2 separate regions of the Sus scrofa genome follow, and region 2 is linked to region 1. The links are chromatin contacts, called in public promoter capture Hi-C maps. All regions are on one chromosome and are shown on one strand. The core of a region is the stretch at or near the end of the contact, and the rest is flanking DNA. Distances in the headings are between cores, read along the strand shown. Region 1 holds the start of GPCPD1 (glycerophosphocholine phosphodiesterase GPCPD1). Region 2 has its middle 47 kb from the start of C17H20orf196.

Region 1 (6,658 bases), core at 2,937-5,436:
ACGTGGGATCTGAGCTGCGTCTGCAACCTACAACACAGCTCACGGCAATGCGGGATCCTTAACCCACTGAGCAAGACCAGGGATTGAACCCACAACCTCATGGTTCCTAGTCAGATTTGTTAACCACGGTGCTACCACGGGAACTCCTGCTCCGGACATTTTAATCCGATGTTACATTTGAGAGTTTGGAAAGCATACAACACAAAAGCTACAGCCAATTTGAAATTGCTTTAATAGTACACATTTGCTTCACCTAAACTGCTTGGAAATCAGCAATTTCCTTGGTTTCCTCCATACAGGATTGGTCTTCATGGTAAAGAAAAATTAACATCAAAATTAACCATAAAATTATGTCACTTCTATGAGGAATAAGTAGTGCCTCCATAACTTGGGAATTGCTCATGGACTCATGAAGAGGGAGTGAAAAGCATCGACCATAACCCTTTGAGGAACAGGACCACCAATGCGGTGAATGAAACACAAAAAATTGATAGCCTTTTGCATCTGTAAAAGTTGGTTTTTCTGTTTGTTTGTTTTTAGTTTTTTTTTTTTTTGTCTCTTTAGGGCCGCACCCTTGGCATATGGAAGTTCCCAGATTAGGGAATTTACACCGAAGTTTGCAGCAATGCCAGATCTTTTAACCTACTGAGCAAGGCCAGAGATCAAACCTGCATCTTCCTGCATACAGGTCAGGTTCATTACCACTGAGCCACAACAGGAACTTCAAAGCATTTTTAAAAAATTTTTTTTTGTCTTTTTGCTTTTTCTAGGGCCGCTCCCGCAGTATATGGAAGTTCCCAGGCTAGGGGTCTAATCAGAGCTGTAGCCGCCATTCTATGCCAGAGCCACAGCAACTCGGGATCCAAGCCACGTCGGCGACCTACATCACAGCTCACAGCAACGCCGGATCCTTAACCCACTAAGTAAGGCCAGGGATCAAACCCGAAACCTCATGGTTCCTAGTTGGATTCATTAACAACTGTGCCACGATGGGAAGTCCCTTCAAAGCATTTTTAAACAAGGCTATGTAAAGGTGGTAGCTCAGTCTCTTCTTCCACTGTGTGGGTCCGGTTTGCACTGTTCTCATTTTTTCAGTTATTCAACGTTGCTAGCTTGTTTTTTATCTTCTAGAAATTCTTCAACTTCTGGCCTACTGATGACAAATTTCAAATATATGTGATTATTCTGTTATTTCAATAGGTTTTGGGAAGTTGCAAGGATAAGATCCATCAACTTCAACTATAAACATTAGGTAAATAATAACGTGATTAAATGGTGATTACAGGAAAAATAAAGATTTACTCTATAAACATCTAAAAGAAGCAAACGCATAGGAAAGAAATTCATTGCCCAAGTATGACTAACAGCAGAGGAATGAAATCAATTCCAAGCTATTAGAAAATGTACAACAGTAGACTTTAGCAGATAATGATATATAATTAGAAAGAAATTTTGGAGTTCCTGTCAGTGGCTCAGTGGTTAACGAATCCAACTAGGAACCATGAGGATGCAGGTTCGATCCCTGGCCTTCCTCAGTGGGTTAAGTATCCAGCATTGCTGTGGGCTGTAGTGTAGGTCACAGACGCGGCTCTGATCCCGAGTTGCTATAGCTCTGTCGAAGGCCGGCTGCTATAGCTCTGATTAGACCCCTAGCCTGGGAACCTCCATGTGCCGCAGGAAGCAGCCCTAGAAAAGGCAAAAAGACAAAAAGAAAAAAAAGAAATTTTAATTCTTTAAGAAATTTGGGATTAAATGGAGTGGCCATCAAGAAACCACTGTATTCTGTGCACAAAGCAGGCACTTAGAAGTTATTTAGTAACTGAATGTATAATAGTCAGAAATGCCCTGGGATCTAATCCAAGAGTAAATATCAAATTTAGTCATGAAAAAACAAGTTTTAAAGCTAGAAGCTGTCTAAAAGCTAGAGCTCAGAGTTCCTGCTGTGGCCCACTGGATTAAGGGTCAGCATTGGCGCGGCTGTGGAGTAGGTCACAGCTGCAGCTCAGATTCCATCCCTGGCTTGGGAACTTCAATAGTCCTATTCCAACCAAAGCGCAGCTTGAGCTATCTCTTAAGTCCTTTAACATCTCCTAAAAATGTGGTTCCTCTCCACCCCCACACCTGCCCCCTGCAACGTGTAAGTTCTGGGGCCAGGATTGGGCTCTGCTCCACTTCAGCTGCTGCAGTGACAATGCTGGATCCTTTACTTGCTGCACCATAAGGGAACTCCCAAAATGTGGTTCCATTTATAGATACATATACATATATATATATACATGCACACACATATATACACACACACACACACACACATATATATATTTTGTTTTTTTGGTTTTTTTTAGGGCCGCACCTGTGGCACATGGAGGTTCCTAGGCTAGGGGTCTAATTGGAGCTGTAGCTGCCGGCCTACACCAGAGCAACACCAGATCCCAGCCATGTCTGCGACCTGCACCACAGCTTACCACAATGCCAGACCCTTAACCCACTGAGCAAGGCCAGGGATTGAACCTGCAACCTCATGGTTCCTAGTTGGATTAGTTTCTGCTGTGCTATGATGGGAGCTCCTATTTATTTATATTTTTATTAATTTCATTTATTTATTTTTTTTTGGTCTTTTTTGCCTTTTCTGGGGCCGCTCCCGCAGTATATGGAGGTTCCCAGGCTAGGGGTCTAATCGGAGCTGTAGCCACCGGCCTAGGCCAGAGCCACAGCAACTCGGGATCCGAGCCGCGTCTGCAACCTACACCACAGCTCACGGCAACGCCAGATCCTTAACCCACTGAGCAAGGCAAGGGACTGAACCTGCAACCTCATGGTTCCTAGTCGGATTTTTTAACCACTGCACCACAACAGGAACTCCAATTTTATTATTATTGTTTTGTTTTTTGGGTTTTTTTTTTTTTTGCTTCCCTGCAGCACATGGAGTTCCCCAGCCAGGGATCAGATCCGTGCCATAGTTGTGACTTAAGCTGCAGCTCAGCAATGCCGTATCCTTAACCCACTGTGTCCAACTAGGGGTCAAATCCACACCCCAGCACTCCCCAAATCCCTGATCCCCTTATGCCACAGTGGGAACTCCAAGACGGTTCTTTGTAAATTTTCGGTATCACACTTGATTTAAATGATTAAATAAAACCTGATAAAATTTTCTTTCAGGAATTAATCAGTGGTTAACCTTGATGCTGGAAAATGTTAAGTTGGGTGAGTGGCAAATGCTGATTAACTCATTTTTCTGGGACCATCAAAAGAGAAAAAAAAACTTCACTTTTTTTTCTTGTCTTTTTAGGGCCCCACGCCTGGCACATGGAAGTTCCCATGCTAGGGGTCTAATCAGAGCTACAGCTGCTGGCCTTACCAGAGCAATAGCAACCCCCAGATTCCAGCCCCGTCTGCAACCTACACCACAGCTCAGGGCAACCCGGTTCCTTAACCCACTGAGCGAGGCCAGGGTTGGAACCCGAAACCTCATGGTTCCTAGTCGGATTCGTTTCCGCTGTGCCACTATGGGAACTCCTCGCTTTTTTTTTTTTTTTTCTTAATATAGCTCATTTTTTCCCCCAGAAATTAAACTACAATTTTTTGCTACTTTTTCCAGCTTCCATAAAATTTCCTTCAAACTTTAATTTACATACAAATAATCTGGGGATCTTGTTAAACGCAATTCGAATAGGCAGAGGATCCCAATAGAGCAATTCTGATCGCTCCCAGGTGATACTGCTGGCTTGGAATATCAAGCTTTCGCAGCGAATGTTGTAAACGCTCAACCATCTTAGGTCACTTAATTCTCCTTCTTAACCCTAAAGATCTGACCCAAGTGTGCTTGTTAATTTGGAACGGAGGAAAAGTTCCTGAGGTCAGGCCTGCTCATTTCTCTCGCTTTCCGATGAGGAAAAATGCAATTTATAATTGCAGCTCCACGTCCTAGTCTAGGTTGTCTTAATACTTAAGAGTTCCAAGATAGGCATCTATGAACCCAAGCCAGGCCTGCTCGGCGCCGCCACCCGCGGCGGATTCCAGCCAACGGAAAAGGCAGACGCCGGGGACCCCGGGGATGCCCGGCCACCACCGATTGACGATGCGGGCCCTTTCCAGGAACTCGCGCGGCCCGCCCCTCACGCGCGGGCGCCTATTGGTTCGGACGGCGCCGGGCGTGACGTCAGGCCCCGCCCGCCAGCCCTCCAGCCCCGCCCCGCGGGATGGCCTGGCGGTTTGGTCTGGAGCAGCTGAAACCGGTTTGAGCGGAGCCGCTTCCTGCCGCTGGGCGCCGCAGCGGTCCGACTCGGAGAGAGCTGGCGAGGTGCGCACGGCGGGTACCCGGCACCTCGGCCCGCGGCACTGCTGTCTGGCGCTGCGGTGGAGGCGCGGACCAGTGGACGGGGCAGGTGAGGCGGGAGGCCGGGCGCTCGACGCGGGGGCCACGGCTGCTGCTCACGTGGCAGCCGAGCTGTCAGGGCGACCCGGCGAGGGGACGCGGTGGGGCGAGGCGTGGGGAGGGTCCCCCAGCCCGAACGGGATCTGCCCGCCGTGGAGACCGCGGCCTGGACGTTGGCTCTCGTAGGTCTGTGGGTAACGCATATTTACTGTATTTATCGTTTGTTGTCACGATTCCGCGGAGCTGCCGGGTGCTTAGTTACCCTCCAAAAATTTTGTAGTGTTTTCAAAATACCAGAATGCATAGACCATAGGACTACCACAACCACGAGTGTTCCAAAAAGCAAGTTAAGGAACGAAGGAACATAAATGCAGCTGAAGTCGTCTGTGTACCCCTAGCAGCATACCCTTCGCCCACCACCACTCTCAGGTTTTATCGCTAAGTAATTCATAGTGTTTTGACAACTGCTTATTTTCTGAAATTGCTTAGTCTTGGGCATGCTTGTGTAATTCAGTCATTCCAAGAAACCGAAATGCCTTACTCTCTTAGGAAAAGGTTCCAGGAATAGACATCAGTGCCCTTGAAATAATTTTAAGACAGCTGCCCCTTCTCCTAAAGCTCTACTTTTTCCAAAGCTCTTTAAATGACCCTGATGACTTCTGGAAAAAAGCCTCCAACGTTTCGATGCTTCATCAGCCCCCTTTTACCCAACTGTTCGTTTCCAAAGGAAATCGGTCATGAATTTAGTCTCGAATTGTAAAGAAATCTTTCACCTTGAGCCAGCTGTCTAGTCTGATGTAACACTTAGAGGAACTGATAGAACCAAGCAGGATGTTTGGACTTGATGTTTTTTTCATACTCTTTTTCAGCCCTTCCTATTTCTGTGCAGTTCCTATTCATTAACCTTTCACCTTACTCCTTCTTGTTACATTTCTGACAGTTAAGACTTAGCTAAGAAACAAATACAAGCTATCAGTCCTTTTCCAACTGGTAACATTCTAGATACAAATAACACAAGATAAACAGGTAAAACTGCAAATGGCTCAGATGGTTCTGGGCTTAACCAGGGAGAACCAATGTTCTAGACCAGTAAGACTTAGAAAAGTTGGACTCAGAAATGACCACAAAAGAAATCTCAGTAGCAGAGTAAGTAAAATTTGATATGTTCAAAACGTAAGCTGATGAGTCAAAACTTTGTGTATAACTTAACCAGGAAAAGCATGTGAAATACATAAGAAAGTAATATCAAGATAAAATGAAAAGGAAAAAAAATGGGCTAAGTTTTATGGTATTGTTTACGAAAGTGATCAAAGAATTAAACTGGCTTAATGAAATCTCTAGAACTGCTTTCTTAATAAAAATCCATTCTCATGTATGCATGCATTTGACTAAAAGATTAGCCCAACGTATACTGGGGTCAGAATAGTCAGATCATAATGAGCATCCAACCAGGATGCACAGAAACTAACTCAGGAAAATGTAAGCATTTCATGTATTTTTCTATAGCCAGTTATGAGAATCAGAACTGTTGGAGCCTAGGAAAGCACAAGGGGAACTGGAAGCAACTTTTTCCTTTTAAAAAAAATATGAAGGAAAACAAATGTGGGGGATTTTGACCAGAAGAAAAAAAAAAAAAAACACGTTTTAGATCAAAATATCTGTGACTTCAGTTTAACTCTGAACTAACCATGTACCTTTGTTGCTTAAATCTCCTTCTTGTTCCCCAGGCCAGCAAACCAGTGAAGGAATGTGTCAGGATGGTTTATTTGACAAAAAGAATAGAGTGAAACTTATTTTGTCGGGTAGTGTAAACCCTGAAATATTTTAAAAATGTGAATTAACATTGTCATTTTGCCAGTTACTCGAGTCTTTTAGAAAAGTGTTAAAGTAGTATTAAATGCTACTCAAAGTCTCAGGTATGAGTGTTGTTGAAAGATTACCTTGAAAAAGTACAAAATGGAGGTTATGTTTAAAAACAAATCCAGGAGTTGCTGTCAAGGCTCAGCGGTAGTCAGCAGCTAACCAACCTGACTAGCATCCAGGAGGACGCAGGTTTGATCCCTGGCCTTGCTCAGTGGGTTAAGGATCTGTTGTGGCGGGTGCGGCCCTAAATGACAAAAAGAGACCCAAAACCCCCCCCACAAAAACCTGTCTCAGGAAGCATAGTTTACATGTGAGGTTAGAGGTGAATGGTTAAATTACATATGTAGACAGCTTATGTCTGTAAAAATGGCTAGCATTTTTCGTCTTATTTCTTGTTTATGTGTATATAGAAGACTCCCC
Region 2 (6,658 bases), core at 2,301-4,800, 87 kb before region 1:
GGCAAAAAAAAAAAAAAAAAAAAAAAAAAAAAAATCTGGTGGCAAAAGTTTCTTCTCCCTGGCAACAAAAGAGTGGAGGCTGACACAGTTCCACTTGAAGCAGGTGGAATAAAAACTGACTTATGCGCCTCTAAATCCACCTGATTACAAATGGTTGCTTTTTACCCTTTGCAGTTTGCTCTGGCTTAGAAAAGTCATTTAAGGAGTTCCCATCGTGGCTCAGAGGTTAACAAATCTGACTAGGAACCATGAGGTTGTGGGTTCGATCCCTGGCCTTGCTCAGTGGGTTAATGATCCAGCATTGCTGTGAGCTGTGGTGTAGGTCGCAGACATGGCTCGGATCCAGCGTTGCTGTGGCTCTAGCGTAGGCCAGCGGCTATAGCTCTGGTTAGACCCCTCGCCTGGGAACCTCCATATGCTTCGGGAGCGGCCCTAGAAAAGGCAAAAAGACAAAAAGAAAAGAAAAGTCATTGAATTATTCAGAATAAGGTTCTGTGGTATTTTTGCTGTAGAAGTTGCAGCTTGGACTAAAATCTTACATCCATCATCTCTAATGACGATGTTTCCAGATTGCGGTAATGGAAATGTCAGTGATGGGATCCATTCTCTTTGTTCCGCAGGGAAAGCTAGAAGGTTCTCGATTGTTCGAGAGTGACATTCCTCACTCATTAAAACTACATTAGCAGGAAAATCCATCAGCGACTCTAGACTCTATCATGTTAATGTGATAAAATTATCATGAAGACAACAATTTAAGTTTTTGTATTATGGGAAATTTCTTGGAGTTTGGAGAAAGAATCTCCATTAACATGCTGGTAAGTATGCTATTTTATTAGTGTCTCCCTTTCTCTCTCACTTTGTTTCTCACCTATTTCCAAGTAATCATAGCTATAAGGGGGAAAAGCAACTGTACGATCACTTTGTTAAGAAAAAAAGAGGGAGTTCCTGTTATGGCTCAGTGGTGATGAACCCAACAAGCGTCCATAAAGATGAGGGTTCAATCTTTGACCTCGCTCAGTGGGTTAAGGATCTGACATTGCTGTGAGCTGTGGTATAGGCCATAGACATGGCTTGGATCTGGCATTGCTGTGGCTGTGGTGTAGCTGGCAGCTGCAGCTCTGATTTGACCCCCAGCCTGGGAACTTCTACATGTCACAGGTGGGGCTGTATGAAGAAAACAAAATTAAATATTAAAAGCAATGAGAGGGAAGGTCAAAGTTTCTTCCCAATCTTTTGGACCTTGATTGTTTTCAGTTTGAAATAATCCCCATACCAAAGGAACATTTTAGGGTGGCGAGCTTTGCTCTCCTACAGTGTGTTACCAATAGGTCACCTCTTCAAACCAAGGGAGGCTGACTCCACTGGGGACTCTGGAAGACTGTATAGAACGTGCACCTGAGAGCTTTCACAGTCACAGGACAAGGGGGTTGGGTCTTTATCAGGTGTTGATGGAGGGCTGGCTGGGGACAAGGGGGAGAGCCATTCCTTGGCTCTTGTGGCCCATCCCCCTCTTTCCACGTGGCCAGGACCAACTCAGGAAGCCAGAGGAACCCTCAGGCAGATAATCATAAGTGAGGGCAGTTGAGACTCAGGCCTGGAGCCCAGATATGATAAGTGTGAGGAGATAGGGCAGAGCACAGACATACCTGCATACCCAGCTCTATTTTGAGTTTTCTCTAAAACTCACTCTTCAAGGCTCATATGAAAGCTGCTATCATTAGAGCCAGAATTAAATGGTGAAGTTGATGGAGGGTGTGGTAAACTTGAGTTATGTCCCTTCTCCTAAGATGTTCACATCCTAATTCCAGAAAATTTGAGTAAATTATCTTACATGGATGGAGTTCTCTAGTGGTGGCCTAGAGGTTAAGGACTCGGTGCTGTCCCTACTGTGGCTCTGGCTGCTGCTGTGGCTCAGGTTTGATCCCTGGCCCAGGAATTTCCCCATCCTGAGGGCATGATCAAAAAAGAAAAAAAAAAGGAGGTCCCATCGTGGTGCAGTGGAAAGAAATCTGACAAGGAACCATGAGGTTGTGGGTTCTATCCCTGGCCCCACTCAGTGGGTTAAGGATCAGACGTTGCCATGAGCTATAGTGTAGGTCGCAGACATGGCTCAGATCTGGTCTGCTGTGGCTGTGGCATAGGCCAGCAGCTGTAGCTTGCATTAGAGCCTGGGAACTTCCATATGCCGCAGGTGCAGCCCTAAAAAAAAAAAAAAAAAAAAAAAAAAAAGGAAAGCAAAAAAGGGTTGTTGCAGTTGTGATGAAATTAAGGATCTTGGAGAATTCCTATGGTGGCTCAATGGTAACAAATCCAACTAGTATCCATAAGGACTTGGGATAGATCCCTGGCCCCACTCAGTGGGTTAAAGATCTGGTGTTGTTGGGACCTGTGGTGTAGGTCACAGATGTGGCTTGGATCTGATGTGGCTGTGGCTGTGGTGTAGGCTGGCAGCTATAGCTCTGATTTGACCCTAGCCTGGGAACCTCCATAGGCCGTGGGTACGGCCCTAAAAAGATAAGATAAAAAACAAAAAAAAAAAAAAAAAAAAGGAAGAGAACAAAACAATTCAATGAGGACTCCTGTGAGGAAATCACTCAGATTTGCAGATGTGGCTTGGGTCCCACATTGCTGTGGCTGTGGTATAGGCTGGCAGCTGTAGCTCTGATTGAACCCTCAGCCTGGGAACCTCCACATGCTGCGAATGCAGCCTAAAAAGCAAAATAAATAAATAAATGTATAGTTTGCATCTACTGGAGCCAGGGTAATTTATTGAAATGCAAAATTTTTTTCTATGTTTAGCCAGCCCTCACCATCTGTAAGGTAATAGAAACTCTTCCTATTTCCAGGGAAGGATGAAGGTCACTAAAGAAGGGGGTGGGATGTGAGTGCCCTTTGAGTGACAAAGGGGACAGCGTTCTGGAGCTTTACCAACATACCTGGCGCTCTACTGAGATGTCTGGTAGTTTACCAAGATCCCCTCTTCAGAATCAAGACAAGTGTCCCATTGTCAGCCAGGGGTGTTAGGCTCTGGCCGGTACCTTGATGTATGTGCCCTTCCTGGGGGTACCAGTGTCCAAAGAGTAATTGCTTCAATTTAGAATGACTCTGAAGGACCACTCCAGCTCCTGAGCTGGTGGGATCAGTTGAGGCCTATACAGTGACAGCATCATAGCCCAAACCTCTCTCCAATACCCCCTTAAAGATATTGTCCCTGGGAGTTCCCTGGCAGTTTAGTGGTTAGGACTTAGCACTTTTACTGCTACAGCCCAGTTCAGTTCCTGGTCTGGGAATTGAGATTCCATATCAAGGCGTTGCAAGCCATGGCCAAAAAAAAAAAAAAAAAAAAAAAAAAAGATACTGTCCCTGAAAACACTGCCCAATAAATTCCTACATGCAGCCTCAGAGTGTACTTTCTGACACTGATAAGGGAGCTGCCAGGTGTACCAAGTGCCCATCCTCAGCTCTGCCAGCACCTGGAGGAGGCGGCAGGATGTCATAAGAGAATGGCTGCATGCTGCATTCCGGGGGAGGCAGTTGCTCACAGTGAGCTGATCCAAGTCTTCTGACGTCTGCGGCTTTGCTTTCCACCTGATCTCTCTTCTAGCACATAGGTTAAACTATATCCATGTTGGCCGAGAAAGAATGCTTGACCCCCTGGAAAGACACCAGGCATTTGTTGTGTCTAACGCGAGGCCCTTCCTCCTGCCGTCTTCTGTGCCTTGCAGCACAGTCTTTCTGGAGCCACTGTCTTCATGTTTCCCTTGGCACCTAAATAAATTCCCAGGGTTATTGCCAGAATTCAAACAAACAACCCTGACCTCAGCCTGAACTGAAAGGGAAAAAAAAAGGTAACCTTAGATCACCTTTTCTCCTCATTTTAGGTAGACAGACCTTTTAGCACATGGTCCAATAGAATATCATCTTAAGCTATTTATATTCCTTACCCACACGTCTTGAACTGGAACCTTGTAATTGGCCAAGAAGGACACGTCAGGGATAGTCATTTATGTCCTGGCGTTGATGTAGACCTCATTAGTTGGAGATGACCTGGGTGGCATAGGCACCAACCAACCACATGGGTGCCAGCCAGTCCAAGCAGATGCCTGTAAACAAGCTCTACTGGTTTGTACTGGCAGGGTTTTACCCTGCAGCCAGCTGCAGCACCAACTCTCCATCAAACAGCAGTGATAAGCACCGCCTTGGTTGGCTTCCCCCAAAATCCAAAATTGAAGAGAAAGACATGGATGCAGATAGTCTGTTTGGGAGATGGTCCTAGGAGGCAGAGATGATGGAGTGGGGAGAAAAACCAGCACGGGTGTACTAATGAACCAGGTACCACTGTGGGCAACTAAGACTGTCTCGCTGGGACCCTCTGAAGAACCATGGAGAAAGCACATCAGAAGTGTCCCACCAGAGGATAGAGACTTGGCCTTTATCCATTGACCCGCATCCCCCATTAGATGAATGTTATCTCTCTCGGGGATCTTAATTACCTGGCACTTTCAAGGCACCTGAATTGGTCTAAGTGACCTTCCATTGTCTTAGAGAAAGCAGAGAGCTTTATGCTTTAGAAGGATGCTGGCAGGAGTCCTGCTGTGGCTTACCAGGTTAAAAATCTGACCAGTATCCATGAGGATGTGGGTTTGATCCCTGGCCTTGCTCAGTGGGTTGAAGGATCCAGCATTGCCATGAGTTGCAATGTAGGTTGCAGATGTAGCATGGATCTGGCGTTGCTGTGGCTGTGGTGCAGGCTGGCAGCTGCAGCTCCAGTTCCACTGCTAGCCTGGGAGCATCCATATGCTGCAAGCGCAGCCCTCAAAAGACAAAAAAAAAAAAAAAAAAAAAAGGATGCTGGCAATGTGTACTAATTGACTCCCAAAGGTACAGTGAAACTAGGTGAGATGAGAGGATGTGACATAGGACATCATAAACATCTGCTACAAAAGCTTAATAAAAATATAGACAAGGTACACCAGGATGGGTGACTATAACCCCTTAAAATTACTGTTTTTTTGGTCATGCCTTCGGCCTGCGGAAGTTCCCAGGCCAGGGGTGGAACATGGGCCACAGCAGGAACCAGAGCCACAGTAGTGACAACACTGGATCCTTAATCGTTTGAGCCACCAGGGAACTCCAACCAACTCTTAAATCTTTTTTTTAATCTTAAATTATATAAGGATCTGGCATTGTCATGAGCTATGGTGCAGGTCGAAGATGTGGTTCGGATTCCGCATTGCTGTGGCTGTGGCATAGGCCGGCTAGCAGCTGTAACTCCGATTTGACCCCTAGCCTGGGAACGGCCCTAAACGCAGGTGCGGCCCTAAACAGCAAAAACAAAACAAAACAAAAATATCTTAAATTATAGTAAAGGCCTTAGGCTTTTTGTCTGCCCAGCAGTCTTTCCTTTGGGGAATGACCTTTCTCTTCATTTCATTATATTATGCTTGTTCTATGTGGTATACAGAATAATAGACCCTCAAAACAATCCATGTCACAATCCCTATAACCTGTAAATATGTTCGACTACATGGCAAGGGGGAATGAAGTTTGTAGAAGGAATTAAGATTGCCAATCAGTTGACACTGACTTGAGAGATTATCCTGGATTATCCAGTGGGCCCAGTGTAATCATAAGGGTCTTTATTATTGAAAGCAGGAGATGGAAAAGTGTGAACTAGAAAAAAGACATGACATGCATATTATTGGCTTTGAAAGTGGAAGAATCTGGCAGGAGCCAAGATATGCATGTGGTCTCTGTATAGAAGAAAAGGTAGGGAAACAGAGTCTTCTCTAGAGTCTTAGAAAAAAGGGAGCCTGGCCAACATCTCAATTTTAGCCCAGTGATTCCCATTTTAGCCTTCTTATCTCCAGAACTGTTATAAAACTTATTTGTTATTTTCAACTGCTAAGTGTGGTAAATTGTTACAGTAGCAATAGAAAGCTAATACACTCCATGTGCTTTGATAAGGCTGACTGGGCCAGTTCCTCACCCCAGGGGTAGAATCACCACCCCATCACCTGGTCTCCAGTGATCTATTCAAGAATAAGCATGTGAGACTTCCCGTCATGGCGCAGTGGAAACCAATCCAACTAGGAACCATGAGGTTTTGGGTTCGATCCCTGGCCTTGCTCAGTGGGTTAAGGATCCAGTGTTGCTGTGAGCTGTGGTGTGTAGGTCGCAGATGAGGCTCAAATCTGGTGTTGCTCTGACTGTGGTGTAGGCTGGCAACAACAGCTCTAATTAGACCCCTAGCCTGGAAACCTCCACATGCCGTGGCTGTAGCCCTAAAAGGACAAAAGACAATAAATAAATAAATAAATAAATAAATAAATAAATAAATAAAAACAAAAGAATAAGCATATAACCCAGGCAGGAGCAGGCCTTTCCCAGTCCTCATGCGAAAGATACATCCTTCTTAACTGGAATATGTTATAACCTCTATTGTCCTTCCATTTATAAGGACCCTCGTTATTATATCTGTTCCACTAAGATCACAGCAAAAGAGGTAAAGGCGTGGAGGGTGGATGCCTGTGGGAATTCCAAAGTCCAGCCTGGAAATAACTCTCTTTACATCCACTAACATTCCTTTCATCGGAGCACAGTTCCGAGGCTCTGCCCAAAGGTAGGGGAGCCTGGGAAATGTGGTCTTAGGTCCCAG

What was found. Promoter capture Hi-C pulls out the DNA fragments that hold promoters and counts their contacts.
Region 2: a contact with region 1 is called in a promoter capture Hi-C map of liver, with 4 times the contacts expected there. The contact joins the enhancer-like site here to the promoter of GPCPD1 in region 1. A contact is called at or near these places in 2 of 5 promoter capture datasets (fetal liver and liver), 7 of 47 Hi-C or Micro-C datasets (embryonic fibroblasts, heart right ventricle, liver and 2 more) and 2 of 2 datasets of contacts at active chromatin or transcription factors (alveolar macrophages and skeletal muscle).

Annotation. Positions count from the first base shown.
Region 1 is chr17:14,473,751-14,480,408 of Sscrofa11.1, reverse strand. GPCPD1 (glycerophosphocholine phosphodiesterase GPCPD1) reads left to right here and starts at 4,186. Exons shown (of 20, transcript XM_021078049.1): 1 at 4,186-4,385.
Region 2 is chr17:14,560,448-14,567,105 of Sscrofa11.1, reverse strand. No RefSeq gene overlaps it. Among named protein-coding and RNA genes, the nearest start is that of C17H20orf196, 47 kb to the left of the region's middle. Within about 2 kb of position 3,550, at least 5 of the 83 cell types and tissues checked have an H3K27ac peak or open chromatin away from gene starts, as enhancers often do. A contact at or near this core is called in liver and skeletal muscle, where this site is marked.